Linked DNA regions of Mus musculus: region 1 is linked to region 2. Evidence: chromatin contacts called from public promoter capture Hi-C data. All regions are on one chromosome and are shown on one strand. Each heading gives the region's core, a stretch centred on a gene start, on an enhancer-like site or on the middle of the called end of the contact. The rest is flanking DNA. Distances are from core to core; before and after follow the strand shown. Region 1 holds the start of Ap2s1 (adaptor-related protein complex 2, sigma 1 subunit). Region 2 holds the start of Zfp94 (zinc finger protein 94).

Evidence for each region. Promoter capture Hi-C pulls out the DNA fragments that hold promoters and counts their contacts.
Region 1: a contact with region 2 is called in a promoter capture Hi-C map of liver, with 5 times the contacts expected there. The contact joins the promoter of Ap2s1 here to the promoter of Zfp94 in region 2. A contact is called at or near these places in 2 of 39 promoter capture datasets (cranial neural crest and liver).

What each region holds. Positions count from the first base shown.
Region 1 is chr7:16,732,795-16,740,258 of GRCm38.p6, forward strand. It overlaps Ap2s1 (adaptor-related protein complex 2, sigma 1 subunit), which reads left to right and starts at 5,650. Exons shown (of 5, transcript NM_198613.2): 1 at 5,650-5,744. The coding sequence starts at 5,742.
Region 2 is chr7:24,314,009-24,320,640 of GRCm38.p6, forward strand. Zfp94 (zinc finger protein 94) reads right to left here and starts at 2,658. Exons shown (of 6, transcript NM_001199321.1): 1 at 2,511-2,658; 2 at 342-403. It also overlaps the pseudogene Gm44513.

The sequences.
Region 1 (7,464 bases), core at 4,400-6,899, 7.6 Mb before region 2:
ACTTTTGAAGTCATGTTTGGACACTCACATCCACTGCTTCCAAAGGACTCAGGGGACCTCTACTGGACACACCTGCCCTAAGTGGTTCTCTGTTTTTGTTTTGCTGAGACGGGGCTTCTCTGTTTAGGCCCAGATGCCCTGGAACTCTGTAGACCAGGCTGGCCTCAAACTCAGAGATCTGCCTGCCTCTGCGTTCTGAGTGATGGGATTAAAGGCGTGCGCCACCATCCAACTTCCAGTAGTTCTTAAAAGACTTAGCTGGGGCTGGTGAGATGGCTCAGTGGGTAAGAGCACCCGACTGCTCTTCCGAAGGTCCGAAGTTCAAATCCCAGCAACCACATGGTGGCTCACAACCACCCGTAATGAGATCTGATGCCCTCTTCTGGTGTATCTGAAGACAACTACAGTGTACTTACATATAATAAATAAATAAATCTTAAAAAAAAAAAAAAAGACTTAGCTGACACTGAACAAAAATTTGACGGTACCAAGTGTAGAAGTTTGGCCTGGTTCTTCCTCCCAGTCCTGTGCTCAGGAAATAAGACTCAGATTCAAAGTATATTTACAAATACCTTGGCCATATAGCTAGGCTCTGCTCTAACTACCTCATAAAATAACCCATTTATTCTAATCTACATTCTGCCACGTGGCCAGTCACCTCTGCTCAGATACCATGAGGTGTCTGTCTTGTCACATCTTCCCAGGTGAATCTCCCTTACTTGGCACTATCCCAGAATCCTTTCTGCTTCCCAGATGTCCCACCTCCTATTTCCTTTCTAAGTCAGAAGCCATCAGATTTTTATTGACAGGTGCCACATCCATTCAGACACAGTTATTCTCTCTACAATCGAGCTATGGACAAGGCTGCTTCGGACCTGAGCCAGAAGTGGACCGTGAAAGCTGGCCCAGAGCAGCTTCTGACGCTGACCACCTGGAAATGACCTCAGAATAGAGACAACAGCTCAGCTTCTCCAATTCTCTCTGCTGTCCTTCCTGATCCTGCGGATACAGGTCTGAACCAGTTCCTCAACCTCATCCCAGGGGAGTTCTAATCCCTGGACGCCCATCCTGGAGCTAACTGCCCCCTTCCTTGGGCATAGGCCAGCCACAGATCATACCTCAGACCTCATCATGTGACTGTGGAACCAGCCACACTGGTAAGACAGACTGATTCCTTTTGGAGATGTCCCCAGTCAGGACAGCCTCAGGACATGGGGCCAGAAGTAAAAAAAAAAAAAAAACTATTGGTGTTACCTTAAATACTGGCCATGTGGAAACTTCACCATAAAAGGAGCTACCAGAGAGGCACAAGGAATTAAGACCCTAATGGGCCTTTGTGGGGCAACCTGGGAGGAATAATACAGGAACTGAACATAGAAAAGCCCTCCATGTGGGAAAGCCGTATCTCAAAATGCTGGCTTTATTAAATGCCAGCTATGAATTTCTTAATCTAACAGATCTATCTCTAGGTCAGTGTGATGGTTTGTATATGCTTGACCAGGGAGTGGCACCATCTGGAGGTGTGGCCTTGGTGGAATAGGTGTGACCTGGTTGGAATAGGTGTGTCACTGTGGGTGTAGGCTTAATACTCTCACCCCAGTTGCCTGGAGGTCAGTCTTCCACTAGCAGCCTTCGGATGAAGACGTAGAACTCTTAGCCTGGATGCTGCCATGCTCCCACCTTGATGATAATGGACTGAACCTCTGAACCTGTAAGCCAGCCCCAATTAAATGTTGTTTTTTATAAGACTTGCCTTGGTCATGGTGTCTGTGCACAGCAGTAAACCCTGGCTAAGCCAGTCAGGACTGTTGGATGTGCTTGTGTGAAGGCAGGTTACCTACACTGCAGTAGGAATGATCAACCAAAGCCTGACTAATAACACAAAAGGGGTATGTTTAACTGGGCTACCTGCTCAGGTCACAGAAGTAGGCCAATGTGTGGGAAATGAAAGGGGCTGTACTAGACTAATTAAAAGAGCAGTAGCTCCTAATGGTACATACTTAACCTGTTCCTACGGTGTTTACACCTGCTACCCAGGAGACAGAGGCTGACCAGTGCTCGACTTTGATATGCTCCCAGGAAGTGATGTCCAGCCATACTTACATCCCTTAGATTTAAAAAGTAAGAGAACTCCTGTACTTATACCAGTCCTGCTAGGCATGGCCCTGCCTGGGTCCATGAGGTGCCTCTGCAATAGGCATCTAACAAGTACGCTCAGCACAGCCAGATCCCCACTCAGATAAAGATGAACCGTTGTTCAGGGAAGCACAGTCACTCTCCAGAACCAGACAGATGCACTGGCTGCAACGTTCCTCCAAAAGCGTGGAGGATTAGGCATGTCCACGATTTAAAATAAAGAATGCTGTTTTATGCTAATTACTCAGGAATCGTATGAGGAATCGCCAAAGGTGTGTTACTGGGAAAGTGAGGCAAAAAGTACAGGAGAGCCATGGAGTAAATACGGACAACATGGTGGGGGCGGGAGCCTGGCTGCCTCTGCTATGGGGCTGCTTATGATGAGGGTGCTGGCTCTTCTATTAGGAACATATTTACTTATTTATTTTATTTATTTACTTATTTAATGAGTATACTGCAGCTGTCTTCAGACGCAGCAGAAGAGGGCATAGGATTCCATTACAGATGGTTGTGAGCCACCGTGTGGTTGCTGGGAGTTGAACTCAGGACCTCTGGAAGAGCAGTCAGTGCTCTTAACCACTGAGCCATCTCTCCAGCCCCACTGGACCACGCATCTTAAACTCCCCGTCCAGCTTCATCAAAACTAGAAGGAAAGCAATAGAAGAGCAGCTGGCAGGCCAGAGTACCAACCGCTTTCTGCAGGACATATTCGTAAGTGATGTAGACGAAGAGAAAGGGAGGAGACAGGACCAATTACTAGGTTTATCCGCTTGTTCAGTGGTTCACTTAAAGTGCTGTCTGTACTGCTTAATTAGTAAGTGTGACATCACTCACCACCTGGGACAGAATAACCTGGAGACACAGCTCAAACAACCTGGGTGGTTGCCCTGCCACTGAAGCCACACAGGCTTCCCTAAAACTCTCCCTCCACTGCCCCACCTTGTGGCTTTAGGGTATAAAATGAGAATACCAACCAGACCTGGGAGGGAAACCTTCCTGCAGCTCACCTGCTTAGGTCCACCAGGGCTCTCTTCCATGCTCATTGGTGCTGGGGCTTATTCCAGGAAGAGCCCCACACGCACAAGGACATTCTCCCCTTGCTTTTCTCTTTACATCTTTTAAATTTATCCTCTGTGCTTCTGTGTGTATGTTAGTGCTGTGTGTGTGTTAGTGTGTGTTAGTGTTGTATATGTGTTTGTGTGTGTGCATGTGTTTGTGTGCATGTGTGTGTGAGAGAGTGTGTGTGTGTGTGCATGTGTGTGTGTGAGTGTGTGTGTGCATGTGTGTGTGTGTGAGAGAGAGTGTGTGTGTGTGTGTGAGTGTGACACAAGGACTTTCTCTCCTTACTTTTCTCTTTACATCTTTCAAATTTATCCTCTATGTTTCTGTGTGTGTTTGTGAATGTACGTTAGTGTTGTGTATGTGTTTGTGTGTGTGCATGTGTGTGTGCATGTGTGTGAGTGTGTGCATGTGTGTATGTATGTGAGAGAGAGAGAGAGAGAGAGAGAGTGTGTGTGTGTGTAAATCAGAGGACAACACAAGGACTTTCTCTCCTTACTTTTCTCTTTACATCTTTCAAATTTATCCTCTATGTTTCTGTGTGTGTTTGTATATGTATGTTAGTGGTGTTTATGTGTGTGTGTGTTTGCGTGTGTGTGTGTGTGTGTGTGTGTGTGTGTGTGTATGCGTGAGAGAGAGAGAGTTTGTGTGTACGTCAGAGGACAACTGGAGAGGGCAACTGGAGAGAGTCAGTTCTCTCCTTCCTCCATACAGGTTCTAGTGATTGAACACAGGTCATCGTCAGGCTTGGCAGCAGTTGTCTTTATCCACTGACCTATTTGCCTCGTTCAGGTTTTAGAATTTTGAGACAAAGTCTGACTCTGTAGTCGAGGCTAGCCAGAGAGTCCCTATATAGTACAGGATAGCCTTAATCCATACCAGTACACTTCCATGGATTTACAGACACTGTGTCTAGCCCAATTCCTATCTTTATTTTATTTTATGTACATATGTAGTTATATTTATGAGAAAACCTACATCCCTAAGCTCAACTAAATAGAGCACTGCGTAAGCATAGAAAGGCAGTTAGTTACATTTTTAGGTCCACAGCGTAATGACTTGTTTAACACTATTTCTGCTGGGCATCAGTGGTGCATACCTTAAGTCCAGGTAAGCAGATCTCTGAGTTCAAGTCCAGCCTGGTTTACAGAGTGAGTTCCAAGACAGCCAGGACTACATAAGAAACCATGTCTCAAAAGTAAAATAAAATAAAATAACCTACTTTTCCTAAGACTGGTGTGGTGGCATATGCCTATACTGTAGCCCCTTTGGTGGCAGAAGCTGCAGGATCAGGACTCCAACTGATCCTCCCCTACAAGGCTAGTCCTAGGCCAGTCCGGGATACATAAAACCCTGAGCTTAGGGGCTGGTGAGATGGCTCAGCGGTTAAGAGCACCAACTGCTCTTCCAAAGGTCCTGAGTTCAAATCCCAGCAACCACATGGTGACTCACAACCATTGGTAACGAAATCTGATGCTCTCTTCTGGAGTATCTGAGTACAGCTACAGTGTACTTACATATAATAAATATTTTTTTAAAACCCGAGTTTAAAGGAAAAAAAAAATCACTGGAGGGAAGAGTGAAACATGCCTTCTGAACGTGACAGAGATGATGCCAAACCTTACAGCAGCTGGGAGTTACTGCTCAAGGCCTGTAGGAGACCAGGCCCATCAGCATTTCACCACAGGTGGGCACGGATTGAGATGCTGGAGAGAAGACTCAGTGTTTAAGAGCTTTTGCTACTCTAGCAGATTCGGCTCCCAAACTCCAGTTCCTAGGTTCTTATGCTGTCTTCCACCTCTGTGGACACTGCAGGCATACTATAGACTTACCTACATGCAGGTGAGAACTCAAATACATAAAATAAGCAAAAAATTAAAAACCAGTCGCCGAGGGTGCGAGGGTCATATTCCCAGTAGTGTATTCTGTTAAAAGATGCCCATGCCCAAGTAAGTAACGCTCACATCCGCAACCCCAGATCAATGCCGTGGGTCACACGCTCCGCAAGAAAAACATACATGAAAAAAGGAACACTTTGGGGAAGAAAGGGTTTTGGTGGAGGAGAAAGAAGTAAGCTAATAATAATGGGGAAATATTATCAAAGCACATTATATGTTATAATTTAAAGCAAAGTTGAAAAGAAAAAACTACTATTCCCAGCATGTCCTTGCTGGTAGCTTTGGGATCGAGGAGCACTAGAACCACATTTCCCGAAATGCAACGCTCACTCAGTCTACTTTTAACCTATGGAAATTGTCCTTATTCAGAGTCCTTCATCCACAATGCATTTGGTACTCGCATTTGGCGACTAGGTCTCTTGATAGGAAAAAGGGCAGTCGCAGAGCATGCTGGGAAGGCGTTAGACCGGGGCCACCCTTGCCAACGCGTGCGTTTAAACTACAACTCCCAGAGGGCCGTGCCCGAGAAGGAAGGCGGGTTCTCCTGCCGGAAGTCAGTTCTAGCCCTGGGCCCCACAACTGCAAGCAGAGCCGGAGCCGCCCTGTTACAGCGGGACCCGGGCCTCTGGGGTCCAGACAGGGGTCGCCATGGTAACGGGGGGAGCGTCGTACCGGGGACAGGCAGAGGGGGGTGGTTCACGTACGGTCCCCGGGGTTTCGGTTTGGAGGTGACAAGCTTCCTCCTGCTGCGGATGATCCGGGCCGGGCGCGGGTTCTCGGGATTGGGGTCAGGAATGGGGATCAGGGGCTGGATGCTGCGCTGCGGGGTGTGCTTGTGGTTCCAAGCAAAGGATTTGGAGGGGAAGGAGTGTCCAGGGGAGGGACTGCCTTGGTGGGAGACATTTGGGGGTGATTTTGAAACCACAGAGGCGGGAGAAGATATTGGAGATGAGGAAGGGATGATGGAAAAGAACCAGAGACTCTACAGACAGGGTAGAGAGGGTTCCTTATGAGAAGGAAGGAGCTGGTTTTAAGGAGAGCTAGTGTTGGGGCAAATTGGATATGGCCAGGGTAGATGCTCTCCAGGGGAAGAAGAGGACCCTGGAGGCCGGAAGTTAGCCCCTGTAGGATTAGAGTTAGGCTGCTGCAAGAGGAGAGAGGGCTGTAGCAGTAGAAAGTGGATTCTAGAAGAAAATGGGGAGCAACTGAACAGAATGTTCCACAGAGGAGAGGTCCGGGGTGCAGAGTAGACTTGGAGGCGTCACATTTGAGGAGGGGGAGCTTTGGGAGAAGGGCTGAGCACTGGATTTAGGGGAACCTCCACCTCCAAGACGGGCCTTTTGGAACTAAGAGTTCTTTGGATAGGGACTTGGAGAAGAAGACTTGGGAGGGGGATGTCAGAACAGGAGGTGAGTAGAGGTCTTGGAGGTTCGATGCGACCTTTGTAAAAAGGGAGGCCAGCCTTGGACAGGGAGAAGGGGTGCTTGTAATGAAGGACAGGTGAAGCTTCCCGGAGTCGGGGCCAAAGGTGCTGGGGTCAGGGGGATGGAGGTTACAACGAACAATGTGGGGAGGTGGTCGGGAGGCTCCCTGAGGGTACAGCAGAGGGATGGATGTAGGGACTAGGGGCTGCTCAGATGTGTTCCCAGGAGTGAAACGATTCTCATTGAGGGAAACAGAAAGAAGTATTGGTTGAAGTGGGGTAGGACACAGAGGGCTTAACTCAGCCTTGCTTCCAGCTGTTCTTCCCTTCTGCTCCTGTGCCCACCCCCTTCCCTTCCTGGGTTTCCCTGGCTCAGCAGAAGTAGTTCTTGGAAGGGGCATGTAACATCCTGTTTGTGGTTTTCTGCTTAGGTTGAATAAGGCAGATAGGTTGAGGGAAGAATGAGGCTCGGGAAAGACCATGGAAGCCAGTAAAGAATCCAGGGCTCAGGGTAAAGACTTGGAGGAACTAGCTCTGCTTTCTGGTTGTGATAACTATGGGTCTTAGCTTTGTCATCTGTAAAATGGGCAAGAGCATATATGACTGGACAGACAGGGCTTCAAACTAGGCTTCCCAGCAGGGAACCCTTGAGCCCTGATTTTCCCCTTTCCGTTTCCCCCCTCAGTACCTAGGATTGAACCCCGGTAGAGGATTGAACCTGGGGTCTTGGGCATGCTGCTTGGGTATTTTACCTTCAGCTAAATTTTCAGCCTTGTGGTTTCTTTCTCTCTCCTTCCCTCCTTTCTCTTCCTCCCGTTCTGTGCGCTCTCGAGTTGGCTCTCTCTCTTCTTTCTTCTCTCTCTCTCCCTTTTTGTTTGTTTGTTTGTTTGTATTGAGGATGAAACCCAGGGCCTTGTACATGGTTGTAAGTCTAGTACATCTCCTGCC
Region 2 (6,632 bases), core at 1,408-3,907:
TAAATACGCCTCTGCGTGGCTGTCTGACGTTCAGTCGTCAGGGGCTGGACCTCCCTGCTGCCACCGGCGAGGCCTTATCTCGTCCTGGAGTGACCCTCTTTCTTTGATTGTCCCTCATGACCCTGACACCAAGACTTCATCATTAAAATAAGAAAAACATGCTAGACGTGGTGACATACATCTTTAATCCCATCATCGGGACTGACATGAAGGAGAGAAGAGTGACTCCCTGAGTTTGAAGCCAGCCTGGTCCACAGAGGGAATTCCAGGACAGCCAGGGCTACATGGGGAGACTCCACCTCAAAACAACAACAACAACAACAATGCCAGGCCACACTCACCAGGAGCCTTGCTGAAGGAGTCAGGACCTCACCTTCCACTCAGTCCTTGTTGAGAGATCAGGCTGTGGAAGGAGAGAAGCCATGAAATAGGAAGGCCATTCCTGACAAAGCAGTTGAACTGTCCCCTCCTGCCCACCAAGCTGGAGACAATCTTCTCCTTCCTAAAAGGTGTCCAGGGCTAACCATTATTGGTGGGGACAGAAAGAAGGTCCGGAGGGACCTCCTGCTGCCCCCAGTGAGAGGCTGGACAGCTGGAAAGATATTAGTACTCACAAGAAGAGATTATGATCTCCTGAAAAGAATGGTCCAAAGCTTTCGTGTCTGCTCTAACAGAGAAGACCCAAAAGCTAATGAGAGGGCCAAGTGTGGAGGCCCAGGCCTTTAACCCAGAATTCAGGAGGCAGAGGCTGGAGGATCTCTGTGGGTTTGAAGCCAGCCTGATTAACAGCAAATTTTAGGACAGCCAGGGTTACACGGAAAAACTATCTCAGGGGGAAATAAAAACAAAAGGTAAAGAGCCCACGTGATAATAGATCTCCAGGGAGAGGTACTTGTCACCAAGTGATGGCCTGAGTTCAGTCTCTAGGACTGACTCTTCCTGAGAGGTCTCCTCCATCCTGCACATGCTCAGTGTTGCATGTGAGTATGCACGCGTGTACACACACACAAATTGTCATTGTGAAAACAAATTATTAAAGAAAAGCAGGAGAACCTGAATTTGAATCCCAGCACTCATGTACAAAGCATTCAGAAGCATATATGTATCAACACATGCATGTAATGGTACACATATATGACCCATACAAAAAGTCTTAGAAAGAAAAAGCGAGAATAAAACAGACTTGTATTTTAAAAGGCTACGCCTTAACAGGAGGAAATACACTTGGCTTGATGCACCTAGATATGCTTGGTCAACAGACCACCACTTCCTCCTTCCTCCCCTGAATCTGTAATGGGGGTAGGGTTAGAGGTAAGGGGCTACACTTGATCAAACCATCTTTTTTTTCCTTTTTTGTTTTTTGGGTTTTTTTGGCTTTTTGTTTTGTTTTGTTTTTCAAGACAGGGTTTCTCTGTGCAGCCCTGGCTGTCCTGGAACTCACTCTGTAGACCAGGCTGGCCTCGAACTCAGAAATCCATCTGCCTCTGCCTCCCAAGTGCTGGGATTACAGGTGTGTGCCACCACTGCCCGGCTGATCAAACCATCTTGGGAGCATGCTGAGCAGGGAGCTGTGTTGTTTGGACCATCAGCTTTCAGGCTATGACTAGTTTTGAATTTTATGCGGCAACAGTCTTGATCTGAGTTACTCTATCTTGGATAAAAGTGCCAAGAAGAAATCCATGTCTTGTTTACACAGTCATAGCCAGGCGACTCAATTGTGCTATTAAAAGATATCGACTAGCCTTTAGTCCCAGCACTCAGGTAGATCTCTGTGAGTTCAAAGCCAGCCTGGTAACATAAAACATAAGCGCACCAACCATATCACGTTACTTCTTCACCAAGGGACCGGTATGTGGCAGGCACACTGCTCAGTAGCCTGGTCACATGCCAGGAGCCAAGTCCAGTTCCAATGATCCATCCTGTGATAATAAACTCACGAGTGTGTATAACTGTGTGCCAGGTGACTCGTGGTCTGAAATTTATCATTAGCTATGTTAAGCTTGGAATAAAAGAACCTGTGATTAATGGCCAACCACCAGGAGAAATCGAGATTCCTTGGCAAATTGCAGCCAACGAAACTGACACAGCTTATGACTTTCTTGTCGTTCAGCAAAATCTGACATCGTGGAAAGCCATAGACGTGTCCGTTTATCCTTCTACATGACAGGCTCTCGACAAATCTCCACCCATCCCGATTCTCTGCAGTGTAGGTGTGAGTCCTAGAACCTTCAGGGCAGGGTGACACTAGCTACATCAATGCCTCAAACAACACTATCAACATGGCCCTCGCACCCCAATTCCAGACAGCAGTGAAGGAAGGTGTGAGGGCTCACACCTGTCATCGCAACACACCGGATGCTGAGGCAGGAGGCTGACTGAGCCACGCGCTGAGACCCTATCAGTGCGATGATATCTGTGGGATGGAGGGAGGCTCATTGGGCGCCCTGCGCTTCCCTTTCGCCAGCCTGGAGCCGACTCCCCTACGGCCGCCCGCCGCCAACCCTGCAAACCTCCAGATCCAGGCATCAGTCGAGGAAGGTGTGGGAGAGAGGAGACTCAAGGGAGGACAAGGGGAGCGGATGCTAACAGAAACCACCTGGGAAACACTTCCCAGAATGCTTCGCATCAGCCCGCACAACAGAAGCACGCGCAATGCTCCGAGAATTTGAACTACGCTTCCCAGAATGCTCGGCGTCCGCCGGCCTTCACAGACGCACGCGCAATGCGCAGAGACCCTGGACGACACTTCCCAGAAATCTCCGCGTCAGCTCTCCCGGGTGCCTGCGTGTTTGTGGAACAGTTGAACTACATTTCCGGTAGTGAATGCGGAGAGGCGGATCTTACACTCGTTTCTCCTAGTATATAGCCTCTCTGGAGTGTGTGTGTGTGCGCCACGCAGGTACTTCCCTAGCCCTCTGCGGAACTTTTTATTTAATCTGCGAGACACTGGTGCGCACTGTACAATCCATACTGAATTTACGATGGTCCTCCTGCCTCAGTCTTGCACACTCTCAAATGCTGGGCTAACGTGTGTGCCATGACACCATGCTGCCTCTGAACTTGACACGTCCCACGTGGAAAATTTTTCACCCTGGAAAATTAAGAGTCCTTACCTCATAGGCGGTAATTTGGCCCTACCGTTGTCCTTATATACCTGAGTATATAATATATACTTCTGTGTTTCTCAAAGAAACCAAAATTCTCTCTACACATCACAGCCACACAATCCACTTAACCTCCTGCTAGGCTGCTTCTTCAATGTAACCACAGGTACATTGATAATTCATACTCTCCTCCCTGCCCCTCCAGTTTTCTCCCCACTTCCTTCTATCTTCCACATCAATCTAGATCAATCCACAGGAGAAACAAGTTTTGGTTTGCTTGGTTTTTTTTGTTTGTTTGTTTGTTTGTTTTGTTTTGTTTTGTTTATTTTTCAGAGATTTATTTCTTTTTTTATTTATGTGAGTACAAATAAAGTACAATTAAAAAAAAAGCTAGCTTCAGACACACACTAGAAGAGGGCATCCGATCCCATTACAGATGGTTGTGAGCCACCATGTGGTTGCTGGGAATTGAACTCAGGACCTCTGGCAGTCAGTGCTCTTAACTGCTGAACCATCTCTCAGCCCTGTCTGTCTGTCTGTCTGTCTGTCTGTCTGTTTGTTTGTTTGTTTGTTTGTTTGTTTTTAATTATCCCAAAGGACCACTAGCAAAAGTTTTTTTCATCCAAACAAAATCTCGGCGTATGTGTGTGGCACAGCGGAGATGCTGTAACAGGTATACATAGTAGCAAGGAAAAAGACTAGTTTTTACATGATATGATTGTTGTGACAATTTTGGAGTTTTGGTTTCTTTGAAAAACAGAAATACTATAGGAATGTTTTGATTTTAGCCCCAGGTGAGGAATATGAGGCTGCTTCAGACGGTCCACAGCAGCTGGGATTTGCCTCCTGCTCTAGCAGAGGCGTGATTTTGCCAGCTGCAGGTGGTTTCTGTGCGTGTGTGATGTTTAGAATTCGGGGGACTTTTCAGAGAGGGGTGGGTGTAGGTTGGCTTTTGGTGGCTGTTCAGTGGGGTTGTTGGCAGTTTGTTAGCTGTTGGTCTTTGACTGCTGTTGGTCAAAGTTTGTTAAGTGGTCCTGTGCAAAGAAGAAACAGCAAGACGAATGGCAGAGATCAAAGTTGCCCCCAAGAAATGTGATGCCCTTAATCAGCAGGAAGTAGTCTATCAATAACATCACCCCCTTTCTGACCCCCCCCACCTTATTTAGGGATCACTTTCCTCTCCTTTTTCCTCTCTTATCTAGTGTTACAGGGTTGCAAGGGTGGAGAAGGCTGGAAGAAAGAACCCACAGAGTAGTAGCAAAAGACAGCCGGGGTGCCCCCACAGGCTCATCAGGGAAACTCAGAGTTTTCTGGCAGGACCAGTTCCTGGCTTTAAAGCAGAACCCAATAAGAGCAGCACCTGTTATTTTCATGTGGCCACTTCAGGGGAGCCCCAGGATTGCAATTTTGAGGGAGTGACTTTTAGGCATAACTATCCCTTCCAGACACGTACCCAACAGCAGCACCTAAAGCGCCAATCTTCATCCTCCTAGTTGGAGTCGGGGAGACTATGTTTGGATATTTTGAAAGATAAGCGGGCCCTGGCACTACAGATGTGCAGTTCTGCAGTCAATCCAGGCTTTCTTAAGGACTACTAATCCAGGTGATCCCTTAGCAAATGACATAGCCGAGCCTTGGAAGGAGCCACAAAGCCCAAGCCATAGAAACAGCGAGAGCAAGGACTAGGTTATATGCTATGAATAATATTTAACTTGATCAGACCATCAAGTGTACATCACTTTTGTTCTGCAAAACTTCTTCCTTTTGTTGTTTACATTGACACAGTCTTAGAAACATTACAGATTAAAAGCCCAGGAGCCTTCATCTTTGGTGATTACATGCACTTTAGCAAATCTGTCTTGTCCTGGTGCACTGCTGCAAAGCATGAGCAGAGAGGCTGGAAGTAGCATCCGGGTTCCTGTGAGATGCTGAGAGCAGTGACTCTGCTTGGACTCGTTTCCCCATCGTAGTTTAAGTGCAAGGCACTGAGAAGAAAGGAAGTAGGTTCGCTGCCAGGGCTATGCATGTTTTTACTTTATTTGAGGCGGGGAGGTAATTTTATCTGTTCTGTTGGCTCCTTCCTCCTTTCCCCCCTCCCTCCTCTTAGGAGATCTAATCGCAGTGATTAAACACAGCTAACCAGCTTGTTTAGACTATGTTCTGTAGGCAAGTCTAACTTTAGACACTGTAGATGGACAAGCCTGATTGACTTTTGTGCATGATGGCACACCGAAGTCCTGTCCACAACACAGGTTCTGCACGCAAAATTATTCAGATATTTTCTGTAGGGTTGGGAAATGTACATAGACACCTAATTCATATGCCTTGTAAGCTTCTAGAATACTTCCAAGGACATTTTAACAGAAAACCAAACAGAGCTGGAGAGATGGTTCAGCGGTTAAGAGCACTGACTGCTCTGCCAGAGGTCCTGAATTCAATTCCCAGCAACCACATGGTGGCTCACAACCATCTGTAATGGGATCCGATGCACTCTTCGAGTGTGTGTCTGAAGACAGCTGGAGTGTACTCATATAAATAAAAAAAATAAATCTCTAAATAATAAAATTTTTTAAAAAAACAAGCAAAACAAAACTTGTCCCTCCTGTGGATTGATCTAGATTGATGTGGAAGATCTAGAAGGAAGTGGGGAGAAAAAGTGGAGGGGCAGGGAGGAGGAGAGTATAAATTATCAATGTACCTGTGGTTTTGAAGAAGCCCAGCAGGAGGGCTAAAGTGGTTGGATTGTGTGGCTGTGATGTGTAGAGAGAATTTTGGTTTCTTTGAGAAACACAGAAGTATATATTATATACTCAGGTATATAAGGAAAAAGGTAGGTCCAAATTACCGCCTATGAGGTAAGGACTCTTAATTTTCCAGGGTAGAAAATTTGTGGTGAACTTGAAGAACTGAATTTTGACTGGAATGTTTACTGACTTCCTCATCTTCACAATGCACATCATCTAGTTTCAGCAGAAAGCCCGTTTCTCCAGTGTTTACCATGCAGGCTTGAGCCTTGGTTCACTCCCTGCTAACCTGCTGCCAGATTTGTGAGCAGAAAAGCGCCTCATGTGACAGGTGCCTCAATCCCACTTCCTCAAGAGACTCCATCTCCTCAGGATTCTTGTCTCCTAGAAGCACAAAGAGAATTCAGAGAGAGAGAGGTAGGGCGTGTGAATGCTCTGTTGGCTGATGTTGGAGCTATACAGTTAAGACCACACCCTAAGGCTTCACTGAACCAGAGAATGAATGGCTCCCTTCCTTTAACACTGAGTATCCTGTCATCTCACTGACAAACCCAGAAGCCAAGCTCAGCGCTGCAAGCTCCCATACTTACATTAATGAGAGCAGTTTTGAGTTCTTCTACAAAGCATCACAAGTGAGTGACACTGCAGTATGTATGTTCATCACACACAGAAATAAATGTTTATTTTTAAAATTAAAGTTGGAAAGAAAGAAAATATTGATCTATGGCCTACACACACACACACACACACACACACACACACACGCATGCACTCTCTCATACAC